Linked DNA regions of Canis lupus: region 2 is linked to region 1. A link is a contact called in public Hi-C data. All regions are on one chromosome and are shown on one strand. The core of a region is the stretch at or near the end of the contact, and the rest is flanking DNA. Distances in the headings are between cores, read along the strand shown. Region 1 overlaps LOC119872198 (a long non-coding RNA gene). Region 2 overlaps LITAF (lipopolysaccharide-induced tumor necrosis factor-alpha factor).

What was found. Hi-C and Micro-C count contacts between places; a contact is called where the count stands out from the background.
Region 2: a contact with region 1 is called in a Hi-C map of blood, with 2.4 times the contacts expected there. The contact joins two enhancer-like sites. A contact is called at or near these places in 4 of 9 Hi-C or Micro-C datasets (amygdala and blood).

Annotation. Positions count from the first base shown.
Region 1 is chr6:31,476,915-31,480,687 of UU_Cfam_GSD_1.0, forward strand. All of the region lies in intron 1 of LOC119872198 (a long non-coding RNA gene), which reads left to right. Among named protein-coding and RNA genes, the nearest start is that of SNN, 40 kb to the left of the region's middle. Within about 2 kb of position 1,802, at least 4 of the 20 cell types and tissues checked have an H3K27ac peak or open chromatin away from gene starts, as enhancers often do. A contact at or near this core is called in blood, where this site is marked.
Region 2 is chr6:31,535,483-31,539,255 of UU_Cfam_GSD_1.0, forward strand. All of the region lies in intron 1 of LITAF (lipopolysaccharide-induced tumor necrosis factor-alpha factor), which reads left to right. Among named protein-coding and RNA genes, the nearest start is that of LITAF, 17 kb to the left of the region's middle. Within about 2 kb of position 2,164, at least 10 of the 20 cell types and tissues checked have an H3K27ac peak or open chromatin away from gene starts, as enhancers often do. A contact at or near this core is called in blood, where this site is marked.

The sequences.
Region 1 (3,773 bases), core at 552-3,051:
CCTCTCAGGGGCAGTGAGAGGGGCACCAGCATGAGATGGGGCACGGGGCGGAGCACCAGGGTGGCAGTGGTGCTCAGCACCTCCTCTGTCCTATCCCCTGAATGGGAAGGTCACCAACTTCTCAGCCTTGACTCCCCGCACCCCCCTGGGGTGTCACTGGCCAACAGCCTTCAGGTCCCATTCCTGCCCCATTGTGTGCAGATCAGGTCACTGGGTCACTCCCTTTGGGGCTGATCTGATAGAGGAGCCCCAGGAGTAGGAGGGAGGCAGGGAGGGGTGGCTGAGTCCCATGTCCTTGGCCTGGAGGTCAGGGCGTGAGTCACCTACCTGCCTCTGCCCTACTGCGCAGAAGCCAAGAGTCTCAAGACCAGCCAGACGAGGAACGAGGCAGCTGGGTGCAGAGGGGACGTGCGGGCTCCGGACACGCGGGGCGTGCACCCCCCTGTGGCAGCCCCCAGCTGTGGGCTCTGTGCCCGTGGTCACCGGTACCCAGCCTCAGATCCCACAGCCTCAGATCCCTCAGATCCCAGAGGGGAGGTGCGGCCCCCGGAAAGGCAGCCCAAATCTTGCAAGTTTGTTGTAAAAACACTCTAAAGGCGGCGATGTGGGCAGCCCGGGTGGCTCAGCGGTTTAGCGCCGCCTTCAGCCCAGGGTGTGATCCTGGAGACCCGGGATCGAGTCCCATGTCGGGCTCCCTGCATGGAGCCTGCTTCTCCCTCTGCCTGTGTCTCTGCCTCTCTCTCTCTGTGTCTCTCGTGGATAAAAAAATAAAATCTTAAAAAAAAAATAAAATAAAGGCAGCGATGTGTTCTAAGCCCGGAGCACGAGGCCAGGCGGTTCAGGTCAGTCTGCAGCTCCAGGCCCCCCAGGATTTTGGGCGGCTGGGCGACCCAGGGCAACGCCCTCAACCTCTCGGAGCCGTGTCTACATCTGTGCGGTGGCCGTAACCATCCTGCCCATTTCGCGGGCTGCGGGCCACGGATTAAGTGGCGCCCAGGGCTGCGTAGGCGCCTCCTGCACCCAGCTGTTCTTGGAATCGTGACTCAGTCCTGCCCCCCCAGCCCCCGGGACGGGACGTGGGTCCAGACCGCCCACCACAAACCAGTCCTGTCCTGTCTGCAGGTGGCTTGCCTGCTTCCTGCCTCCCCAGCAGGGTATAGGGTATAGCTGAGCTGAGGGGGGGCGGGGGGGCGATTGCCTGGTTTAGGAATGCACCCGCCCCTGACTCAGCAGCTAGGATGCAACTTCCTGTCCTGCTGGGGCTGGAGGCAAATCAAAGAGGAAGCCTTCTATTTTCTCTTTTTTTTTCTTCTTCAAGATTTTTATTTATTCATGAGAAACACAGAGTGAGAGGCAGAGACACAGGCAGAGGGAGGAGCAGGCTCCCTGCGGGGAGCCCGATGTGGGACTCGATCCCAGGACCCCGGGATCATGCCCTGAGCTGAAGGCAGATGCTCTGCCACTGAGCCACCCAGATGTCCCAAAGAGGAAGCCTTCTAGAGCCGCATCTGCATTGCATGTGTCCCTCTGTCCTTACGAAATATTTCCTAAGAATAACTTCAGTCATGTAGGTCACTGTGGCTCTGTCACCCACGATGTGTGTGACCTGTGAAGTCACCTCCAACCAGCTTCGGTTTCCCAGACCGCAACACAGCATGGGGACTGAGAGCCCATCTGTCCATTTGTCCATTCACCGGTTTGCGCACGCATGTGGTCGTTCCAGTGTTTGTTGAGCGCCTGCCGGCTGTAGCTGCCGGGTGCTGGGCTCGGCTGGAGGATCCAGCTGTGAGCACCTGGAGGAGGGCCACGTGCTGGGGGGTCCATGAGGAGCTGCCTGCAGGCTGAAACCTGAAGCATGGGAAGGAGCCGGCTGGACTGGGTGCTGGCGAAAGAACATTCCGGGCTGCAGAGCAGCATGTGCAAAGACCCTGAGGCAGGATGGGGTCTGTGTTGTCAGAGCTCGCCGGAGGGTGAGGGAGCTCGGTGGGCAGGAGGAGGGAGTGGGGAGACCAGCTGTGGCCCCTGAGACCCTTGGGGAGCTGTGCTCCATCCTCGGGCTCCTGAGGAAGCCATCGAGGACCCCAGGCTCAGGAGGGCCTTGACTGGATCCCTCAGATATTTGCTTGGGGGCCTCTGGTGTCCCATCCACTGCGCTAGGCACCGGATATAGATGATAACTAAGGTAGTTAGCGCTGAACGCATACTCTGTGCCAAGGACCACAGCGAGGCCTAGGTAGGCCTATCATCACCCCCCTTCTAAAGGTGGGGAAACTGAGGCACAGTGCCATCAAGAGGCTTGCCTCACCTTCCTCAGTAGTGAGGGGAGGGGTTGGAAAGAGGATCTGAGTGTTGTCATGGGACTGGGGGTGACTCCTGGGTGTCTGGCTGGATGACTGGATGGTGGCAATGCCCGGAGGACTCCGGGCACACCGGGAGGAGCATCTCTCCTGGTAGAGGAGCTGGTGAGTGGCGCAGTGCTCCTCCTGAGTTTGCTTACTGGGGTGGAGCTGGGTCTGTTTGCTACACTCGGGTGTCTGGCCCTCCTTCCTAGAGGCAGCAGGGAGTGGTTGCCAAAAATACAGGCCCGGAGCTGCGTGACTTGGGGCCAGTCACAGAACCTCTCTGTGCTTCCATTCACTGATTAGTAAAATAGGGGAAGGGGGGTGATAGCGCCTCCCTCGAGGGTCTGGAGGGATGACACGCGATGATGTCTGGTGCCAGCTCCTGGAACATGCTCAAAATGTGTTAATAAGGAAGAAAAAGGCTCAGGGCTGAACAGGTGGGCAGCAAAGGGTCCCGTTCCAGGAAATGCCTTCCATTGACTTGCTGACAAATGCCGACTAGCCCAGCCCAGGGCCTACTTCCCAAGAGCTCAGGGATCCTCACTGCCCAGGCTCCCTTTAGGGTAAATATCGGGGTGTGGGGACCTGACTTAGCTGCATACCAGGCTCTGTCAGGGGCCTAGACTCAGCTTCCTTAATCTGAAGCAGGGACCAGAAGTGCCTCTACCACGGCCCACTCAGGAGGGTCAGGCGACTGTCACACAGTGCCTCGTGTTTGCATGGTGACCATCTTCATGTGGCACCGGAAACCCCAGTCAGAAATGGTAAGAAGGCCCCTGGCCCTCAAAGGGAAAGAGGGCAGAGAACCCAACCAAGATGTCCCCACCTCCCGGGGACCCCTCTGGCGACCTGGCAAAACCCACGGGCCCCATATAAAGATTTTACTTTATTTCCAAATATCTTAGGCTCTAGTTTGACAGTGTATCTCCCAGAGGTACTGACCACGAGAAAAATGAAAACCAAACCAAACCAAACCCCATGTACCTCACAGGTAAGCAGGGGGCAGCGATGATGACCTTCCCGAAACACCCACATCGGGCTGGCCTCTGACAGAATGATTCTACGAGCGCAGGAAAAATACATGTATCTTGGTAAACTCAGAATTTTCACAGGCGGCACTTCCTGCAGGCCAGCCTTACCCGGTAGAAATATAATTAATGCAGGCCACATGCGTCGTTTTCATTTTCTTGTATCTGCGTTTATGAAAGTGAAAAGGAAGCAGAGGAAATTAATTTTTAGGGGTCCCTGGGTGGCTCAATTGGTTAAGCATCTGCCTTCGGCTCAGGTTGTGATCACCGGGGGCCTGGGATCGAGTCCCACATCAGGCTCCCTGTTTGGTGAGGAGTCTCTTCTCCCTCTCCCTCTGCCCTTCCCTCATTCATGCTTGTTCTCTCTCTCTCTCTCAAATAAATAAGTAAAATCTTTAAAAAA
Region 2 (3,773 bases), core at 914-3,413, 59 kb after region 1:
ATACTAAGGGATGGTGATTTGAAAAACTCCCTGGCACCCAAATACTTCATCCCCTTTACCTCCCTCTCCCATTCTCAATGGGGACCCAGGGGAGCGAAAGTCAGTTTTGGGTTAGGAGAGAGGTAAAAAAAATTTAAAAAAAGAAAGAAAAGAAAGAAGAAGTCTTAGAGATGACAGTGGTGTGTGGCCCTCCCAAACTCAGCCCTCTCCAACGAAATCTCATTTCTTAGTATTTCATTTTCTCTTGTTAGGCAGAAATTAAATTATATTTAAATTAATTAATTAAATTTAAATATAATTTAAATTTTCTCCTCAGGGGCAAAGGGGGGTGGTGGTGGTGGTGGAGGCAGCTATAATGAAAACAAGACGGAGAAATCCTGTTCTATATACCTGGGTTGGATGAACGAGCAACTGTCAGTCTCGGTCCCGAAAGCCCAGGAATAAATATCCCGTCTCTCCCTCGCTGCCCATTTAAGAGCGAGGCTCCCTCGTGGAGGAAATGGTGGAGACTTGGAGCAAAGGGAATTTTCAGCTAGGGACCCTGGGATTCCAAGGGGCGCATTTACAGGTGAGAAGGTGGGGGCCAGGATCGTGAGATTTCCAGGTCCGCATCCCGTCTCGCCTTTAGGAATGCATCTTCGTGCATCACCTGTGCCTCCTTTCTCTTTCCTGTGCCCTGCGGTCACCCTGGGCTGCGTGACCTGGGGGCCCAGCTCCCTAAGTCTTGAGAATTTCAGGAAGGTAGCAGCAGAGCCATGGGCTGAGCCCTGTCTCCGGGTCGCCTGGTGCTGCAAAGGCTACAAGCCCAGGGAGGCAGCCCTGGTCATATTTTCCGGTTCAAACAATGGGTTTGGAATGCCTGCCTGCGGATTTGGAAGCACTTGGAAGTGGCTAATGGCAGAGCCATTCAGAGATGGGCATCGCGCAGCTCCCCAACCCTGAGCGTTTCCTTGATCTCTGGGGGGACTGGGGGGGTGGGGGTGGGGAGAACTTGGGTGGAAGATCGCCTTCCATGTGTCCTTTCCAGCAGGCAGTAGAGAAAAGCCACTCAGGGGCCTAATAACCCAAGTGGGGAGGGAGGAAGGAGAGCCCCTCGTTTGCTCCTTTATCCACCCCCCCCAGGCTCCCAGTAACCATGACAACCTGGCACCGCAGACACTGCCCCAACCTCCCAGGGCCACTGTCGCCAAAAGCATTCTCAAGGCTGTGCTTTTATGTGGCGGAGCTGTGGCCCCGCTCTTGGCTCTTGTGTGGAACCCAGAGATGCTTTGGTGTTTGTCCCACAGGGTATTAGATGGAACTGTGCTCGCGCCGCAGCACTTAGGTGGCCTGATCTGGAGGGTTCTGTGCTGACTGGGGAGCGTGTGCATGTGTGTGCGCGCGTGTAGTCTATTTCTGTGTCTTGCACCACGGTGTGCGTGTCTGTGCGTGTGGGTGTTGCGGTGAGAGACTTGCCGGGAGAGCGCTGGGGGGTGAGGACCAGGAGGTGGAGGCAGGTTGATCTTGATCGGATCCTTTACCACTGACGGGGTGGGCCTCCTGCCCCCTGGGGAAACCAAATTAAAAAGAAATGGGGGAGCTTTGGGAGAAAAAGAAAGAGAAATAGGCCCGAGCGATGTGGCATTTCCTGGCCTGGGGCCTGGGGCAGGGAGGCTTTGGAATTTCTATAGAAAGCCTTCAGACCAGCTGGTTATGGGTTTTGTTTTGCTTTTATTCCCCCAGCCCTGTTGCTCTTGTATCCTTTTCAGAGTTCTAAGCGTGTTGACGTGGCTGTTGGATACAACAGCAATGCTCCCAAGAGGCAGCGTCCTGAAGCTCGGAAACTAGGCCGCGGCCTGGAGACCAGTGATGCCTGCACGATAACCCGGCCAACCCGGCCAGCCTGGGTTTCCAGAAGCGAAGGGCCCTTCCTTCCTTGAGAGGAGAGGAGGTCCCCACCCCCAAACCCTCCCCGTTGGCTCTTGACAACACAGCTTCTGGCTGCCTTTGGTCACTTTGGGAGGAGGGAGCAAAGGTTTTGAAGTGGAGGCATGAGTTGAGTCATGGTTTCCCAAGCGGTTTAACCCAAACTTTTTTCTGCACAATTCAGGGTGCCCCAGGACCTCATTCTCCCCCTCCCGGAGCACTCCCCTTGCAAGCCGCCCTTGCAAACCGCGGCACACCGAGCTATTTTAGGCCTTCTGTCCGACCGGTGTTCTCGGCTCTTGCGGTTTTCTGTTGTGAGTCAGTTTTTTGTAATAAATTGTGTAGGCAGCCGGGGGTCTGTCTGCCTTTCCTGAGACAGGAAGGGACAGCGAGTCCTTGACGTTTGGTGAGGTCGCAAATTCCTCTAGAGCACCCAGGCGGCCTGCTGGGCCCCAGCCAGAGTCTGCACACGCAGGCCGGGCCCAGAAGCAGCTGCCCAGAAGCAGCTGCGGGGAGGTGGGTGGTGGTGGTGATGAGTGGGTGGGGGGGAGGGAGAGGAGGGGGAGGAGGAGGAGGGAGAGGTGGGGGAGGAGGAGGCGGAGGAGGAGGAAATGGTTCCTGGAGCTCAAGGGGAAGGAACATCATCCAGCTTGGGGGGTGAACCTGGTAACGAAGTGTCCCGGGCTGCTGTTTGTGCTCGTCTCCTTTCCTCCTTCTGCTTTTCTGTTCCCATGTGTCAGAGGAAACTGACAACATACCATAACCGCTTCTCACAATCATTTTTTTTTTTAAGATTTTATTTATTTATTCATGAGAGACTCATCAGAGAGAGCAAGCGAGCCACAGGCTGAGGGAGAAGCAGGCTCCCCATGGGGATCCCCATGCTGGACTCTATCATCCCGGGACCTGGGATGAGGCCCGGAGCCAAAGGCAGATGCTCAACCGCTGAGCCACCCACGTGCCCCTTCACAATCATTCTTTTTTTTTAAACCCCGGACCCGTTTGCACAAAGATGCCCTGCAATCTCATTAGCTGCCCTTCTGCCTTCCTGATTAACGGTCTCTTCTGGACTTGAACGTAGCCGCCACCCGCCATCCCCTCCACCCACGCATAGGGGCCTTCTAAGGTTTGCTTCGCGCTTCTCTTACAGACTTGCTCCATCTACACTTTCTTGGGTCAGACCTTTCCTCTTCTCTATCACCTTGCATGGCTCCCCTTGTTCCACAGTGCTGCTGACCTGTAGAAGCAGAAACTGTGAGCCACAGAGGCAGTTTAACAATTTTTTAGTAGCCACATTTTTTTATTTATTTATTTATTTATTTATTTATTTATTTATTTATTTTAAAGATTTTATTTATTTATTCATGAGAGACACAGAAAGAGCGAGAGGCAGAGACACAGGCAGAGGGAGAAGAAGGCTCCATGCAGGGAGCCTGACGTGGGACTCCATCCCGGGTCTCCAGGATCACACCCTGAGCTGAAGGCAGGGTCTCAACCGCTGAGCCACCCAGGCGTCCCAGTAGCCACATTTTAAAAAGTGCATAGACACACAGTTTACTTAACCCCACCTATCTGGAATATCATCGTTTCCACTTACAGTCAGTATAAAAAATTATGAATGAAGTACTTCACGTGAATGTCTTACAGTTTTTCAAAATCCAGGGTGTGTTTTGTGTTGACATCAGATCCCAAATTGGATGCTAATATTTTGTCAGAGACGCCTGATATAGATTCAGAGCTCATTAAATTTGCTCTTGGAAAAGTAGATTCACATAGCCAAGGTGCCCTTTGGAGATGTGGGAAAACTTAGGTAAGTTTCTGTCAATTTATGTAAGTTTTCTAACAGTTTGCATGCAGTATTAGACGTG